Regions from separate parts of the Sus scrofa genome. Here region 1 is linked to region 2. The links are chromatin contacts, called in public HiChIP or PLAC-seq maps. All regions are on one chromosome and are shown on one strand. Each heading gives the region's core, a stretch centred on a gene start, on an enhancer-like site or on the middle of the called end of the contact. The rest is flanking DNA. Distances are from core to core; before and after follow the strand shown.

Region 1 (2,708 bases), core at 137-2,636, 360 kb before region 2:
GCTATGACCAAGCCAGAGAGTGGCTGAAATAGGAGAAAAATCACTGAAAGAAACCAGTGAACCGAGAGGAGAGGTCTGAGAACTTGAAGATTGTACACCGGGAAGCCTTGCATTTGTTTCCTTTTGCTACTGGAGCAAATTACCATACATTTTGGGACTTAATAGGAATTTGTTGTCTTTCAGTGCTGGGGGTCAGAAGTCTGAAATGGGATTCACCTGGCTAAAATCAAGGAGTCAGCAGCTGATTCTCTCTGGAGGCTCAAGGCAGAGCCCCTGCCCCTGGCCTTTTTCAGCCTCTGGGCACTGCTGCGTCCCTTGGCCGTGGCTCCTTCCTCATCACTGCATCCCTCCATCCTCTGCGTCTCTCACACTCCTGTCTCAAGATCGTTAACTTAATCATATCTGCAAGGTTCCCCCCCCTCCCCTTTTTTGCAAGGTCCCTTTTGCCACTTAAGATATTCACACGTACTGGGGACATCTTTGGGGAGACATTCTTCAGCCTATGGCACCAGCAAAATACTCCTTTTCCTCTGTGAAGACTTTCCTGTCTCTGGCTTTCCCATCCCAACCCATCCCAGGCTAAGTTGATAAATATTCCTTTTTGTTCACCATTGTACCTTCCAAAAACATTCCTGTATTAAAGAATATGCCTCTTCCCCCCACTCCCCCACTCTTTTGGCGGCCCCACAGCATATGTAACTTGTGGGCCAGGGATTGGACCTGAGCCAGAGCTGCGACCTTAAGCGAGGCCAGGGATTGAGCCGGCATCCTCATGGATACTAGCTGGGATTCGTTACTGTTGAGTCACAATGGGAACTCCCACTTTTCCCAGTTTTGAGAGTTAATAGGCAAGGTGCCAGAGCCAGGAGTTTCCATTGTGGTGCAATGGGATCAGCAGTGTCTTGGGAGCACTGGGACCCAGGTTTGATCCCTGGCCCGGCACAGTAGGTTAAGGATCCTGCGTTGCCTGGGAACTCCATATGCCATGGGGCGGCCAAAACAAGGGGGAAAAAAAGGCTGAGAAGGGCATGGCAACCAGGGCCTCAGCCCACCAGGTCAGGCACCAAGACCAACAGAGGTCCAGCCAAGCGTGAGAGGAATGTAGCACAGGCAGAAGGAGGGAGAGATGGTTAATTGGAGCCTCAGGCTCTGTTACTGCAGTAGCAGAAGTTGTGGTTTTTCTGCCAACTTTCCTCTTTCAAATTTCCCACAAGAAGAACCAACCAGAATCCTGGAGGAACTGTCTGCAGAACTGAACTTACAAGAAAAACAACCCCAGCGGCAGAGAGGATGGACTAGAGTTAATGCAGTGATACCTTGCCCAGATCTTCAGAACTGAGATATTTCCCCAGCTGCTGGAGTGTTTGGCGGCTCCAGACTCTTAGCTGAGTCACTCTCCAGGAAATGCTCTCAGTCCTGAGCCCAAGAACATACCCTCCCTGGGGCCAGTCCCCACCCAATCACTGACGGACGCCAGGTACAAGGGTCTACCCGCTTTGCATCAAGGTGGGACAAGACAGGCCATGCATAGCTCCCCTTGGCTGCAGCCTGGCTTCTGTTGCATCCCAGCTCAGCTCCTCCTTCCACCCAATCCTACTTCCTTCTCTCCCCATGGATGCTGATCCTGAAGACAGCTCCCCCCCAATAAACCTCCTACAAACAATCCTATCTCATAGTGTGTCTCAGGGGACATGACCTAAGAAACCTTTGTCACAAATGTATTATAATTTATGACCAGGGACAGTTAAATCATACTAGAAACACCCTGGGGAGAGTGTTGTTCTCTGATAATTCACAAAGGAAGTTGCACAGAGGAACTGGATGGATATAGCTATTAGATAATAAGAGTGCTGTTGGGTTAAGCTTTACAGATGGGGGAAAACTCCCCGCTGAGATTGTTTCCAGGAGACAATCAGAGTGATGATAAATGAAATACAAAGTTTGGGCAAAGAGAATGATATGAGGCAATGTTCCGGGAGAAGAGGCCTATCAGAGACATCTCGCATCTTGTCTTACAACATTTTGAGCATCTTTTTATTCCAGCCACTGACGTGGCTGGTGCTGCGTGGGGTTAAGTGGAGCCGGCTGGCACTGCCATCAGTAGGTGACACCAACATTGCGTAGGTATAACCTGATGGCATCCCACCTCAACTCTATCACATTTCTCGCACTTTGTACCCCGTGGGACACCTAAAGAAACCCATTCAGCCATTCTGACACGATGGCTGTGCAAACCCAGCAAGGAGTTTTGTTTCCTGGGGCAGACGTTCCATTGACCAATGGGAGAGGCTGAGTGAACAATTTGGAGGCACATTTTACGTGACCCCTTAGAAAGTTTCCAGCAGGATGGAGCCCCGTGAACAGCTTAACAACACACCTTTGGATAATTTTTCCTCCTCTCCTGTTTTTTGCTTCCTAGCTTCATTCCTGTTTCTTGGGAATCACTTCCCATTCAAATCCTTATCTTAGGCTCTACTTTTTTAGGGAACCCAGGCCAAGACAGTTGGAGCCAGAAGTACCATAGAAAGGAAGCTTTCAGAGGAGTCTTGCTTTTCCATTGGCAAGGACCTCTGAGTGGTGTTAAGTGAGGTGCTAACAGCTATTGGCTGGCAGGAGCATCCTAATCATGAAGAATTTCACCAGTGATGGGGAGTTCCCACTGGGGCGCAGCAGAAACAAATCTGACTAGGAACCATGAGGTTGCGGGT
Region 2 (2,817 bases), core at 51-2,550:
TGATTTTAGCCAGGTGAGTTCCATTTCAGACCTCTGACCTCCAGCACTGTAAGATAACTGTGGAGTTTTAGGCCACTGGGTTTGTGATAATTTGTTTTAGCAGCAATGGGAAACTAATGCAAGGGGGGTGTTTTTTGGGTTGTTTTTTGTTTTTTCTAATGGCTACAGCTGCAGCAACGCTGGATCCTTTAACCATGGTGCCAGGATGGGTATGGAACATGCACCTCCACAGTGACTTGTGCTGCTGCGGTTGGATTCTTAACCCACTGCACCACAGTGAGAACTTCCAGCAGCTTTTTTTTTTTTTTCTTTTTCTTTTTAGAGCCACACCTGCATCACATGGAAGCTACCAGGCTAGGGGTCGAATTGGAGCCGTAGCCACCAGTCTACGCGACAGCCAACATGATATCAGAGCCGCATCTGCAACCTACACCGCAGCCTGTGGCAATGCCTGATCATTAACCCACTGAAGGAGGCCTGGGATCGAACCCTCATCCTCATGGATACTGGACGGATTCTTAACCCGTTGAGCTACAACAGGAACTCCTTTTTTTCTCCCAGTGGCTATTTTTTAAAAGGTAAATCATTGGGTTGGGAAGAAGGGCAGTAGTCTAGGATAATTTCCAGAGAGTTCGTCTAAATCAACTTGGTCTGGTCACCCCACAAACCGTACTGAGTGCCAACCAAGTGCCAGGCACTGAGCTAGGGGCTGGCCCATCCCACGGGCAGCTCAAGATGCATTCTTGTTCCTGACTGCAGAGTCGTGCCTGCTGTCAGCATAAACACGTCCTGCTCATGCACCAGCCTCTTTCCCAGGCTCGGTTCAACACGGAAACCATTGCTGAGCGCTCACAGCCCCTGCCAGGGACCGCACAGTGCCTGGCATACATCAGCTTTTATAGTCCTCATCTTTCAAACACTTTCACTTCAGATTAAATATTTCAGTGCAATAGTATGAAGAACTACAAGAGCTGTCATTCATTATTTCCGTCCAGTGCATGTCACCTTACACTACTCTTCATCCTACAACAGCCCCGTTCGCTGAGGAGGCCAAGCTCCACAGAGGGGCTCATCTGCTCAAGCCCTGGTGCTGTCAGGGGCTGGCCTGACATGCCTGCCTGCGTCCAGGCTCCAGGCCCTTCCTCCTGCTGCCTGGGAAGTGAGACGGCAGATAAGAAACCTGCCCCCGGTCCGGAACTTTTCTGAAAACCAACAGGCACTCTCCTGGAAACACAGCAAGGTTCACGCTCTGAGAAGTGTGTCCACCTGGCTGCAGAAAATCATGAGTCATAAAAATCTGAGAGCTGGCTGGGCTCTCAAAGGCCACTTGGCTAAACTCTCTTTCCGGAACGCTTCCGGGCCACCAGGCTGAGAGCGTCCCGCTCCAGGCACCAGCGAGCCCGCCTGCTGGTTCTGCCTCAGACGTGGTGGGAGAGAGAGAGACAGGGGCCCCACACAGAGCCCCTCTGGGCCCTCAGTCCTGCCACACTGACTCCCAGAATCAACCTTTGTTAGCAGCCCCAAAAGCCACACAGGCCAGGCGTGGACACGGGTGTGTGGCACTGGTGTAGAGGTCACGTGCAACAACTTCAGCACTAGTAGTGTATGCAAAACCCCAAGAGTTGGGTTTTTTGGTTTGGTTTTTTGCTTTTCTGTTTGAGGTTTTTTTGTTTTTTTGTTTTGTTTTGTTTTTTGCTTTTTAGGGGAGCACCCGCGGCATATGGAGGTTCCCAGGCTAGGGGTCCAATCAGAGCTGCAGCTGCCAGCCAGAGCCACACAGGATCCCACCTATCTGTGACCTACACCACAGCTCACGCCAGCGTCAGATCCTTAACCCACTGAGTGGGGCCAGGAATCGAACCCGCATCCTCATGGATACTAGTCAGGTTTGTTACTACTGAGCCACAACCAGAACTCCAGGAGTTTTTTAAACCAGTGAGTTAACCCTGCAAGGGACAGCTCTAGACAAACAACGACACTCAGGAGGAGAAATGAGAAGACGTCTGGCAGGGGACAAAGCGGCTGGCTGCCTCCTCGCTGACCTCCACTTTCTTCTGCCTGCAGAACTAAAGCCATGGGCCCAGGCCTAGCCTTTAAGGCCCTTCACTGTGGACCGCAAGGCATCTTCCCAGAATCTTCTCCCACCATCTCCCCCGACATCAATGCTTTGGCCAGAATGGTTCACCGCCCCCCACCTACACACACACACACACACGCTCCTCGCTAGTCCCCGGACACACACACACACACACACACACACACACACACACACACACACGCTCCTCGCTAGTCCCCGGAGGCCCGGTGCTGCGCTGGGATACCCGCAGGCACCCAGGGCTCCCAGCCTCTCCAGCTCCCTCCTCTAGGACCCAGGGTCCAGGAGACAGCCAGGGATGCTGAGTACCTTTCAAGCACTTCTGCTGTCCATGAGCACCCTAAAAGCCTGCCCCGTGTGGAGCCACAGCGGCAGCACCCATGGTTTAATGGGGTTGGGGGGCAGAAGCAGGAGAAACAGGGGAGAGTGACATTCACAGGGGCAGAGCCAGGGCAGCTAGGAGCCCGCTCACAGGCAGACAGACACCAAGACACAGGGCACAGCTTCCCCAGGACACAGCACCTCTCCCGCCCCCAGTCCTGCCTCCAAGAGCAGAAAGAGGCGCAGGCTGGGCCAGGGCATGGCCGACCCCGGCCTCACGTGGTGCCCAGCCCTTGGCTCTACCAAAGGCTGGCTGTGAACACATCAGGGAGCAAGAACCACAAACTGCTGTTTGATTTCAAAGAGATGTGAGATGTTTGCTCAGCACCTGTCAAACAGTA

The links. HiChIP or PLAC-seq counts read pairs in DNA pulled down with a chosen protein or histone mark.
Region 1: a contact with region 2 is called in an H3K27ac HiChIP or PLAC-seq map of skeletal muscle, with 6 times the contacts expected there. The contact joins two enhancer-like sites. A contact is called at or near these places in 1 of 5 promoter capture datasets (fetal liver) and 1 of 2 datasets of contacts at active chromatin or transcription factors (skeletal muscle).

The regions. Positions count from the first base shown.
Region 1 is chr10:14,964,224-14,966,931 of Sscrofa11.1, reverse strand. No RefSeq gene overlaps it. Among named protein-coding and RNA genes, the nearest start is that of CDC42BPA, 25 kb to the right of the region's middle. Within about 2 kb of position 1,386, at least 15 of the 83 cell types and tissues checked have an H3K27ac peak or open chromatin away from gene starts, as enhancers often do. A contact at or near this core is called in skeletal muscle, where this site is marked.
Region 2 is chr10:14,604,719-14,607,535 of Sscrofa11.1, reverse strand. The region is part of intron 1 of COQ8A (atypical kinase COQ8A, mitochondrial); the gene reads right to left. Among named protein-coding and RNA genes, the nearest start is that of COQ8A, 8.9 kb to the right of the region's middle. Within about 2 kb of position 1,300, at least 13 of the 83 cell types and tissues checked have an H3K27ac peak or open chromatin away from gene starts, as enhancers often do. A contact at or near this core is called in skeletal muscle, where this site is marked.